Linked DNA regions of Oryctolagus cuniculus: region 1 is linked to region 2. Evidence: chromatin contacts called from public Hi-C data. All regions are on one chromosome and are shown on one strand. The core of a region is the stretch at or near the end of the contact, and the rest is flanking DNA. Distances in the headings are between cores, read along the strand shown.

What was found. Hi-C and Micro-C count contacts between places; a contact is called where the count stands out from the background.
Region 1: a Hi-C map of skin fibroblasts shows a contact between it and region 2, with 1.6 times the contacts expected there. The contact joins the promoter of SH3RF1 here to the enhancer-like site in region 2.

Annotation. Positions count from the first base shown.
Region 1 is chr2:51,901,855-51,907,103 of mOryCun1.1, forward strand. It overlaps SH3RF1 (SH3 domain containing ring finger 1), which reads right to left and starts at 1,525. Exons shown (of 12, transcript XM_017338128.3): 1 at 1,271-1,525. LOC138848463 (a long non-coding RNA gene) reads left to right here and starts at 966. Exons shown (of 3, transcript XR_011386269.1): 1 at 966-1,140.
Region 2 is chr2:51,723,311-51,728,848 of mOryCun1.1, forward strand. SH3RF1 (SH3 domain containing ring finger 1) reads right to left here. Exons shown (of 12, transcript XM_017338128.3): 9 at 4,873-5,132; 10 at 4,025-4,074. Among named protein-coding and RNA genes, the nearest start is that of CBR4, 130 kb to the left of the region's middle. Within about 2 kb of position 3,846, at least 1 of the 8 cell types and tissues checked has an H3K27ac peak or open chromatin away from gene starts, as enhancers often do.

The DNA of each region.
Region 1 (5,249 bases), core at 275-2,774, 180 kb after region 2:
AGAACATAATTTCTTCAGCTCTGAAAATGATATTAAGTCTTCAACTCATAGAATAAGCTGAACAGAAGCAATCAAAAGTTTCCTCTGCCTGAAATCGCTTTTAAATCCGAGGAAGTTCCCAATTTTTAAGTCACTTTGGCATCTTAGAAACCATGCTTCATGTGATCTTTGTGGTAAATGACCCCAATATTAAATACATATGTTTCTTCGACGCTCTTAAAAATACAACTACTTAATCTTGCCCAACCAGAAAGAGCTGAAGGTTGACAATTCTAAGGACACAACTAGAGACTTGCTGGAAAGCAGCTAAAATGCACATAAAAGCACCCTTCAGAGCAGTGGTGGACGGATTTCTGAACGGCCTGTTCTAATCCCATTCAGAAAATCTGGCCAAACTGCCACCAAAAGAATTTGACAATGGAATGCTGGACTGAAAACTGTGAGCATAATAAGAAAATGGGGCCATTCAGGAAAAAGCATTTAAACCTGTTACTGTGCCGCTCTTTCCCCCAGCCACCAAAATAAATGTAAAACGTGAATACCCAGGAGAAAGGGGGTAAAAAGATTTGGATGGAAGCATTAACAGCTGTTCTTGACAAAGTGAGGCCGGGAGGGAGCTACAGGGCTGCGCCTCCCTCCCACGCCGCACGCACAGGTACTGCCCGAGCCCGCGGGGAGGCGCGGCGGCCGCCCGCCGCAGACACACCCCGGAGCCAGGTGTCGCCAGCGCCCGGGCAGGGGCGGACTTGGGCTGGGGCTGCGGCCCGGGCCGTCGCGGAACGGGGCTCTCCAAGAGTCAGCCCCACCTCCGCCTCCCTTCAGGTCAAGCCAGGGACAAAAATCCCACCCCACCCCACCCCCCACGACTGCTGGAAGTTTTCAAGGAGTTAAAAATAAATGCGCGGCCTTAAGTTGCGAAACTCAGCCCTACAAAGTACCACGGAGAAACAGATCTATAACCCCGCAGAGATGAGGCGAGAGTCCCCAGGGAGATGGAGCCATCCGGGAAGCAGGGGGTGCTGGGCTGCGCCCCGGGAGACCGCGGCACCGAGCCCAGGCTGCTTCCTGCCGGGAGACGGCAGCGAGGCCGCGGGTTCCGTGGCCGCAGGTCCGGACTCCTGGCCCACGGAGACCCCGAAGGTGAGGGGACAGAGCCTGACCAGTGCAGGGGAGCGAGAACGCCCAGACCACCGTCTCCTCCGCAGCGACCCGCAGAGAGGGTCCGCCGACGCCGCGTCCCCGCCAGCCCCGCGGCCGCCGCGCGCCCTACCTCGCGCCTCGGCTCCTCCTCTTTGTTCGCAGCCCCGCAGCGGCGGCGGCGGCCGATGCAGATGCGGCCCCGCCGCGCCCGCCGCTCGCAGTGTCTCTGACGCCGCGGTGGCACCGGGAGACTCCTCTCTGCTGCCCCCCTCACGCGCGCACACACCACGCCGCCGCCGCTGCCGCCTCCCACTTTCCCAGCCAGGGAGGAGGAGGAGGAGGAGGTAGTGGAGGAGGAGGCCGAGCCGCAGCCGGCGCCCCGGGCGCAAGGGGGCGGCCCCGCGCCACAGCGCCTCCCCCCGGAGCGGGCGCCGCACCTCTGGGAGGCGCCCGGCCGCCGCGCCTTCCTCCTGCCGCTGAGGTACCTGCGCGCCGGACCCCGCTGGCTCCAGGGCCGGGGTGGGGGGCAGTGGCCTTAGGCGACGCTGGGAGAGCCGGGAGTCGGGGAAGCGAGGACCCCAGGGGGCAGCGAGGAGGAAGGGTTTGGGACAGACGCCTTTTCCCTGAGGGAAAAATGGAGCTGAAAAAAATGGAGCTGCCGAGGGAGGGAAGGAGGCGGCGGGAGTGGCGGCTGAGTGAAGATGAAGGAGCCACGGGGCTTGGACTGGCTGCGTTATCCTCCTGCCCAGCGGCGCCGGGCGACCCGGGACAGTCCGTTCTCTGGGCGAGAGCGGCTGCGGCGTAGGAAAGGCTGGGTTCGGCGGGCGGGTGGGAGCCACCCCGGCAAGAACCGGTCCCATTTTCCCTTTGCGTCTGCCCGTCGGGCCCCCGGATACTTGCTTGGTGGAGCAAGGGCAAAATGTTACCCCTCAGTTCCCGGCGAGGCGAGGCGAGGCTCGTGGAGTCGGTGGGGGCAGCCCGAGGACAGCTGTCCAGCCGCCGGGCCCCAGTCTCGGGACGAGAGCCAGAGCCAGCCTGGAGGATCACTGGCCTGAACGGTCACAACCAGAGGGGAGAACACTCGTGCGGGTTTAAAACTCAGCCTTGGGAGGCTCTGCTATACCTGCCCTACAGGGGAGCATTCAAAGTGGCACCTCCGGCGAGCTGGCACCGTGGAGCTAGCTGAGGGACACCTCTTTCATCTGCGCCTGGGAGGCCTCCGTCGGCATGGTCGCTGTAACCTTTGTTTTCGTTGCTCCAGGCACACACCTGTAAACTCCGAAGAAGAGTTTGGAAAAACGTGTTGTCCACAGGAGTTAGGGTTTGTTTTTCAGACTCAGTTCAGAGAGAAAGCAAGTTAAAGGTGTCGTTGATCTCAAAGTTGTTATTTTATTTGCATTTTCTGTTAACCAACCAAAAAGTATGCCAAATATCCTTTCTCAAATGTGAGCATAAACTAGATGAGGACCAGGAGACGGAGGTATAGAGACAAATTGTGCAAGAAATCCCTGAGAGGCCATCAACCAGGCTGACAGTTTGAAGAGGAATCAGATTATCCTCTAGTCTCCTCCAGGGCCACAGCTAAACCATTCAAGACAAATGAGGGCCCTCTAAGTAAGAAAAAATTGTAACAACTCAAAAATTATCCTCACTAGGAGCCAGGCACTCTGCAAAACATTTTCCATGTATTAATTCAGTTCTCACAGCCATCTTCCATGTCATCCTTCTTCAGCTTTGTTCTAAGTAGATTAATATGCTGAGAGTCATACAGTGTGAACACCAAAAATAACAGCCCACTTCTCCCTCCATTGGAAATGAGTAAGTGTACATGAATTTGAGCTGAGAAAGACGAGGGGACTGAATCGGATGGAGAATTCATAATCCAATCATCTGTAAACAAGGCATTCTGAAAGTGATTGGTTAGGCCATACAGTTCTGCAGCTGAAACTGCAGGTGAAGAGGAGGCTAGCTGGAAAGTTAGTGAACAGATAAGGATTCAGGATTCCTGTATTCACTTTACAGTCATTAAGACTGAAGCTCAACTAGATTAACTTCCTTCCCCAGGCCATAAAATAAATAATGTTGAACCATGAGTCAGCCTTAACTCTTTGGATTCCTCGTCCAGTTTTCTTTCTGCCGAACTAAAGCCCTATCTTTTGCACATCACCACCATATCCCCTACCCCAGGCAAAATTGAGGACAGCATGCCTGTTCCCTAGAGAAAGAAGAAATTTAAGCATACATTACTCTGGAATGAAAGGGCAAATTTTGTTCTTATTTTGTTTTCTGTTTCTTTACTAGAGAGAACAGGACACGATTTCAGAGTTAGCTCTTGAAACTCTAGACAAGAAAACCAGGAGTCACACCATTTTCAAAGATCAGAAGACAATGTGTCCTGAGACTGCACTGATCAAAGTCACCAGCACACACATCCCATGCGTATTACAGTTCTTTGAACACCCCAGGTGCATGTTCACAATATTGTTTAGAATGCAATTATGTTATTAGCTTTAGTTACTCCAGCCAGAAAATAAAGTCTTGGCTAAGTTGCTTAAACTACTTGAGTCATTTTCTGTCCATCAAACAGTGAGAAAAAAAAAAAAAAAAAAACTTAGAGTATCATTGGACCATTAGATGAGACAGTGTGCTGGCTCTTTGTAATCTGTACTTATCTTTTAAAGGAACATATCATTGTTATCATTATCTACCATGAATCTCTCTCTAGCAGTTAAACCAGGCAAAATCTTTTTTTCCCAGGATCTTAAAAATATTAGACAATACTAGTAATTGCAAAATCCTGTCAAGGGGATACTGTAGGGGAAGGGACAGTTTGGGAAAGAGAAATATGTTCCTTTTTTATTTATTTCTGGTAACTGAACATGAAGGAAAGAATATAGACATGTTATGCTATGACCCCTGTGACTTTGACTAGATAGATGAAAAATATAAACACACCCTGTGACATAATAATGATAGCCTAGATTTACACAGTTCTTTTCCTCCCAAGACTTCAAAGTACTTTCATATATATTATCTAATTTATCTTCTCAGCATCCCTCTGGAGCAGTAAAGACAGATATAATTATCCCCACGTTGCAGATTAGAATAAACAAGGTGTAGAGAAGTTATTGGTCTTAGTGGAGATAAAAATCAGGGTTTTAAAATTCTAGACTAGAGCACTGTTTGATAAGATTTGGTACTGTGCTTACACGTGTGTGTGTGTGTGTGTGTGTGTGTGTGATTATCATTTTTCTTTAAAACTTTCCCTCCTCCAGTTGCTGTGATACTAAACAGCACTGTTTATCCATTTTTTTGGACTAGAAACCCAAGGGTCATCTTTGATTTCTTACTTTTCTTTGCCATCCCATCCATCAACAACTCTTCTGGCTTCTCCCAAAATATATTTCATTTTTTAAAAAATGTTTATCCATGTTCCTTTGCCACCTACCACGCTTTGGATATGGTTTGTCCCTTCCCAGAACTCATGTTGAAATTTGATCCCCACTGTAACAGTGCTGAGAAGTGGTGGAAACTTTAAGAGGTTTGGGGTCATGAGAGCTCCACCCTAATGAAGAGATTGATGCCTCCGGATGAATTGAGCGAATTCTCCTGGGAGTGAGCTCAATTTGCAAGGATGGGGGCTGGCTATGAAGCAAGGCTACCCTTTGTGTTTTCTCTCTCCCCAGCAGTTGCTTTTCTGCCATGAGGCCTTCATGATGAGCTCAGCAGATAGATGCTGGTGCCATGCTCTTGGACTTGCCAGCCTCCAGAACTGTGAGCTGAATAAACCTCTACTCTTTAGAATTCCTCAATCTCACATGTTCTATTATACATCAAAGAATTAGACTGCAACACCTCCATTGCACTCTAAGCCTCCATCACCCTTTGCTTCTTGCTCACCTAATGTCATCTATGTTGCCACTCTTGTCTGCATAATTACCCTGAATGTAGTGACATTCAGGATAAGCTACAAAAAAAAAAAAAAAAAAAGAGTAACATCTCATGTTACTGCCTTGTCAATAATTTCTTTCCCTCACACTAGAATAAAAATCAGACATGTTCCATATCTTATAAAATCCTATGTCACCTGGACCCTACAACATCATGTT
Region 2 (5,538 bases), core at 2,596-5,095:
CTCTGCTACACCTTTTCTGACTTCATGACAGTTTAATCTCAGAGAAAGTTGAGCAAACTGAAACTCTGGATCTAATTCTTTTTTTTTCTTTAAAAGATTTATTTATTTATTTATTTGAAAGGCATGGTCAGAGAGAGAGAAAGTGATTCCACCTTCTAGTTCACTCCCCAAATGCCCACAATAGCCAAGGCTGGGCCAGGTTGAAGCTAGGAGCCAGGAGTTTCGTCTGGGTCTCGCACGTGGGTGGCAGGGGCTCAAGCACTTGGGCCATCTTCAGCTGCTTTGCCAGGTGCATTAGCAGGGAGCTGGATCAGAAATGGAACAGCCAGGACACAAATTAGTGCCCATATGGGATGCCAGCATCACAGGCAGCAGCTTTACTGGCTACCCAACAATGCTGGCCCCCTGGATCTAATTCTTATCAACTGTGGGGAAAGGCAAAGACCAGATAGGTAGGTAGTAGACATGTTCTCCTGGAAAAGAAATATCATGACCTTGGAAGAAAGCACCCAAAGAGACACTGGTGATAGTCATGTTTCTAAAGTTTGAAGAACAGATTATAAAAGTTCAAAGAAAATATACGCATGACATGAAATTCAAAAAGGGAGATGCTTCAAGAGGAATGGGAGGGCTCTCAAAAGTGAACTTCTGGCCATACAACTGCAAATTACCCCTGCAGATGAAACATAAAGGCATATAAAGGTACTGATGTGACCTCCCAGGGAGCAGTCTAATGGGCTCAAGGTTTTAAAGAACCTGTGCAAAAAGACCAAGAGAAAGGCCCATAACAAAGAACAGGACAGGGCCCATACAATTCAAGAAGCATGAATGATCAGAATGAGTTTAAACCTGCAAAAATGCTAAAGACAAAAACATATTTTTAAAGTGCTATTTTATAGAGTTATGTTTGAAGCAAGAACAAGAAAAATACAGATCTGCTGTCCGGGGTGGGTGGTGGTTCTCAGAAGGCAAGAAGAAAGAGGAGGATAATCTTCAGACTGGAAAAGAAGAACAAACCTTCATGAGAGGGAAACCGGTGGAGACTGGGAGAGAATAAAGGACTACTCGACAGGGTGAATTCACTCCAGTGTACAGAGAAAGCTAACCACAGAAACACAACCTCAATCTTTGAGAGACTCTGGCAGGGTCAACTCCATAGGCAAAGAAGGGCAAGTTAGTCCCAGTTTTCAAAAAGAAGACAACAATGGACTTTGTAGACTCACAGGGAAACTTTAGTATTAAAATGAAAGGTTTACCAGAAGCCAAACTGTGGACCCCTTTGCTGCTACTTCATTTGTTCTGATCTGATAATAAAAATCTGGAGTACATTGGCTTTCAAAAAAAAAAAAAAAAAAAAAAAAGAAAGGTTTATGAGTGCTTGCAAAAGGAAATGACACTTTGGGTGAACCTCTTCCAGGAGATGTTTGCTAACAATCAGTAACAGCAGAAATGATGAGGCAAAACCAGGGAGCTGCTGTGATGGCAGAACACAAAAGACAGGTGGATCTCAACGTGGCACCTTGGTGAGTTATCCCACAATGTCCTTGCAGCCGTGACAGAAGACAGTAGGCTAAATGGCATTATGGGTGAGGATCCCAGTGATGACAATCATGGTATTACTGAATTTATATCCACCGGAAGAAAGGTGGTAGATTTAACAAGAGAAAATGTAAAATCTGTGATGTGCAGAACAGATGAAAAAGATTCCCAGAGTATAGACTTAAAGAAGACCTAAGAGGATAAGCGTGAACATACCTCAGGGCATTGCATAAAAAAGATCAACACTTTCTATGTGGCCCCTGAAAACAAGGAACAAGGGTTGGAAGGCACAGGGCACAAGTGCTCAATCATCTGCCACCAAGTTAGAGCTCTGAAATGCCACAGGGTGATCAGGGCTAGGGTATTTGTGGTCACTGGGGTGTTCCAGCAGAGGCCAGCAGCCATCTGTCAGAGATGACCACTCCATGGGATGACCCTTAAGGTCCTGTACTAGTTTGCTGTGGGAAAGCAGTGGGGGATGGCCCAAGTCCTTGGGTCCCTGCACCCATGTGGGAGACCTAGAAGAAGCTCCTGGCTCCTGATTGGCACAGCTCCAGCCATTGTGGCCATCTGGAGAGTGAACCAGTGGATGGAAGACCTCTCTCTCTTACTCTACCTCTCTCTGTAATTCTTTCAATAAATAGAATTAATCTTAAAAAACAAAACAACAATAACAAAAAACCTAAAGTCAAGGTGTTGGCGGGGTCTCATTCCTTCCGGGGGCTGGGAGTGTAGAGTGTTTCCTTGCCTTTTCTGGATTCCAGAGGCCACCGGCATCCTCTGCTGTGGCTTCTTTCTCACATCTGCTTCACTACCACATCTCCTCCTCTGGTCCTGACCCTTTTGCCTCCCCTTAATGAGGATCCTTGTAATGCACTGGGCCCACCCAGATACTCCAGGACAATCCTCCCATCTCAACACTCTGGATTTAGTCCCATCTGCAAGTCCCTTGTCCCTTGCAAGGAAATATACTCAAAGTTTCCAGGGATTAGGAGGTGGATATCCTTGGAAAGCCATTTTTCTGTCTCCATTGGCACCTTTGCAGACTTGAAGATTCTATAAACCCTGCAGTGGGAGGGCAGAAACTGAACAGCCTCTATTTTCATCTGTGACAAGGACCTGAAGCCACATTGTCTTTAAGCCTTAAAATCTAAACCATATAAACAATTCTTTTAAAGATATTAACAGAATACAAATGCCAGGTTGAGTATATTAATGCAGTTAATTATAAACACTGTTCAGATACAAATCTTTTTCAAAAATTCTCATGTTACCCAAACAATTAAATATTAACTTTTAAGTAGGGTGTAAAGTTTATTTCCTTATAAACTCCTGTTTATAAGCTTAGCAAGCATTTAAACTCAGCAGCACACATTACCACTGAATCAGGTGGCTAAGAGTTTATGATTACCCTAGAGCTTCCCAGAACTGGTCTAGAGCTTTAGGGGAAATACTTGACAATTTAAGGAAAAAGTCGTGATTACAACAGTTGTCCAGATCTTGTCATCAGCTCTACTCTTTCTGTTCACATTTAACCTCTACCAGGTTTCCTTGCCTCTAACCACCAATCTTTCAAACCTACCTTTCCATTCATTTTTCTTGAAATTTGGCCCCAAATGAGAGATTTATGAAATCTATGATTTTAAAAGAAAACTCTTCCTTGTATTTTAATTCCTATTTCTCAGGAACCATGTGATTATGGTCAGATGTACAGTAGAGAAAATCAATCCACAAATAACATATTTGATCTGCTCTTTCAACCTCTTCATATATTAAATTTTTTTTTCAAAAATACAACTGTTGACCAGCAAGACTGAATGAACAGGAAGAACCGAGGACAGCAAAATGAGGACAGAATGAGTAACCAAAGGGGAGACAACACTCCTCCAGGAGGCTGGAAGCTTCATGAGGAGGAGTGACCAAGCCTTCCTCACTGTGGTCTCCCTCACACCCAACGTAGGACCTGGCAGCTAGTGGGTGTTTAATGCAGAGAACATGTGATCTGGATAAGCGGGCAGGGTGGAGCCCAGATTTCTGCCCCACCACATTCCTAGCACCTGGCACAGCAACTCACCCATGGTGAGCGCTTGAAGGACTGTGGAACAATGAGTCTTTTTACCAGCTAGAAGCCACGGGACACAACCCAAGTAGAGAAACAGGAAGTTGATCTTACTTTACTATCCTTGTCTGGTTTGGTGGCTGAACTGTTTCCACAAGCTGATAAAGCACTGTCAGAAGACGCAGGAAGACCAGGGAGAATGGTCACCGCCCGGCCACTGGGCTCCGTCTCCAGAGAGGCAGTGGTGACACCTGGGGAGGTCAGTGAAGCCGCTGCTGCACAGGCCAGGGGGGCATTGGCTCGACTGATGCTGACAGCAGCGACGTGGGCAGCAGAGGCTGCCATTGGAGGCGGAGGTTGTGGAGAGGCCAACGAATGATGGGGCAGGCCCCCAGACGCAGGGCCAAGGCAGCCGGCGTTCTGTACCTGGATAGGCGTCACTGCTGCTGTAGGGCGTTCTTGGCTGTGTGCTGCAACTAGCAGAGGACAGAAGGAAACACAGCAAAAGTCAACTTCCTATTAATTGCTAATCACCTAAACAAGTCATTCCACTGCAACAGATCCTACTGCAAGGTTGCTATTGCATCTATTACAATAAAAGAATGGATGCATGGTGGTATACAAACAATCTTGGTGGAGTCCCTAGATATTATTTTTCTTCCAAGTCAATCCTCAAGTCTGTGAGTGCCTGGAAGCTCAGGTGTAACCCCAAGGCCCTTGAGTTACAGAGAAAACCTTTCCACAGCATTAGATACACTGAGCCAGTCTCTGACGCTATGCCACAGTGCCAGTCCACACTGGCCTTTTCCTTCTTTCTGTTTCTATGATCCTGTTCTCAAGGCTTTAGTTTATAGTTACCTACCTTAGCAGGTTTTCGATGCTGTAAATCAAAAAAGCTATTCAAGATCCCACTGCAGCTAAAACAGACAAATGGCTACATTCATCAAAAACAAACAGAACCCCAGTTAGCGAGGATCATGCAGTGGTCATGCAACTAGTAACAGTGAGATTTGAGATCATGAGGCCCTAAGGCTTGACATCATGTTTTCAAGGACTACAGACATCCTTAGGATCACTCTAATGTCCTTCAAACTGTAGTTCTACATAGATCAGGCTTGGAATCTTAGGCAGGGCAAGCATATCCCAAATGAAGATACTGTGCTGCTTCTATTTCCTATTATGTTCATATTATGCCTATTTTCCTCAATATCTATCATAAAAGATAAGAGATCAATCCTTTCCCTGAAGTATTCCAGCCTGGTTTCCTTCCTTACCTGTCCTCACGGCATTGCGGGCCTGGTTGACTGTCATCTGCCCAGTCATGTGCAGTAAGACCTTAGCCTGAGGACTTGTCTGGAGGTGAGCTGCAGACACCACCGCCGTGGGGACCACGCTGGGGTTCCCAGCCACACCATTTCCCTGGAGCTTCTGGACAGGCCCTCCTGCAGTGGAAGGACTGACCATGGTCACCCCCCGACTTGTCTGAGCAGCAGTCGACATAGGGACTTTAGCTTGGGAAGCGTTTGTCACTGCCCTGCCAAGACAGAAACAGATGGAAAGCACCATCCATCAGCAAAATGGGAGACAGAACAATTGCATGCAAGAAAAATGACTCAGAACTTTAAAGACAGAATGTCTTAAAAATGAATGGAATTAGTCTTACAGAGTTTTAAGAACAGCATGTTCAAAGTAACGATGGCCCTGAAGCAGAGGAAGATCTCGATGTTTCTGTATTCTAAGTCACATTCTGCTCAAGAATATGTAATTACTGTGTTCAGTTTTCCACATCAGGACCCCAAATTCTCCTGCTCTATCTACTGAGCAAGCCAGGTTTGTTCCTTTACCAAATCCCCATGCCCAGGGCTTGGCTCCTGTTTTCTGACCTTCTCCCTAATCTGCATCTGGCCCCCATCACACGCTTGCCTGTGTATACACAGGCA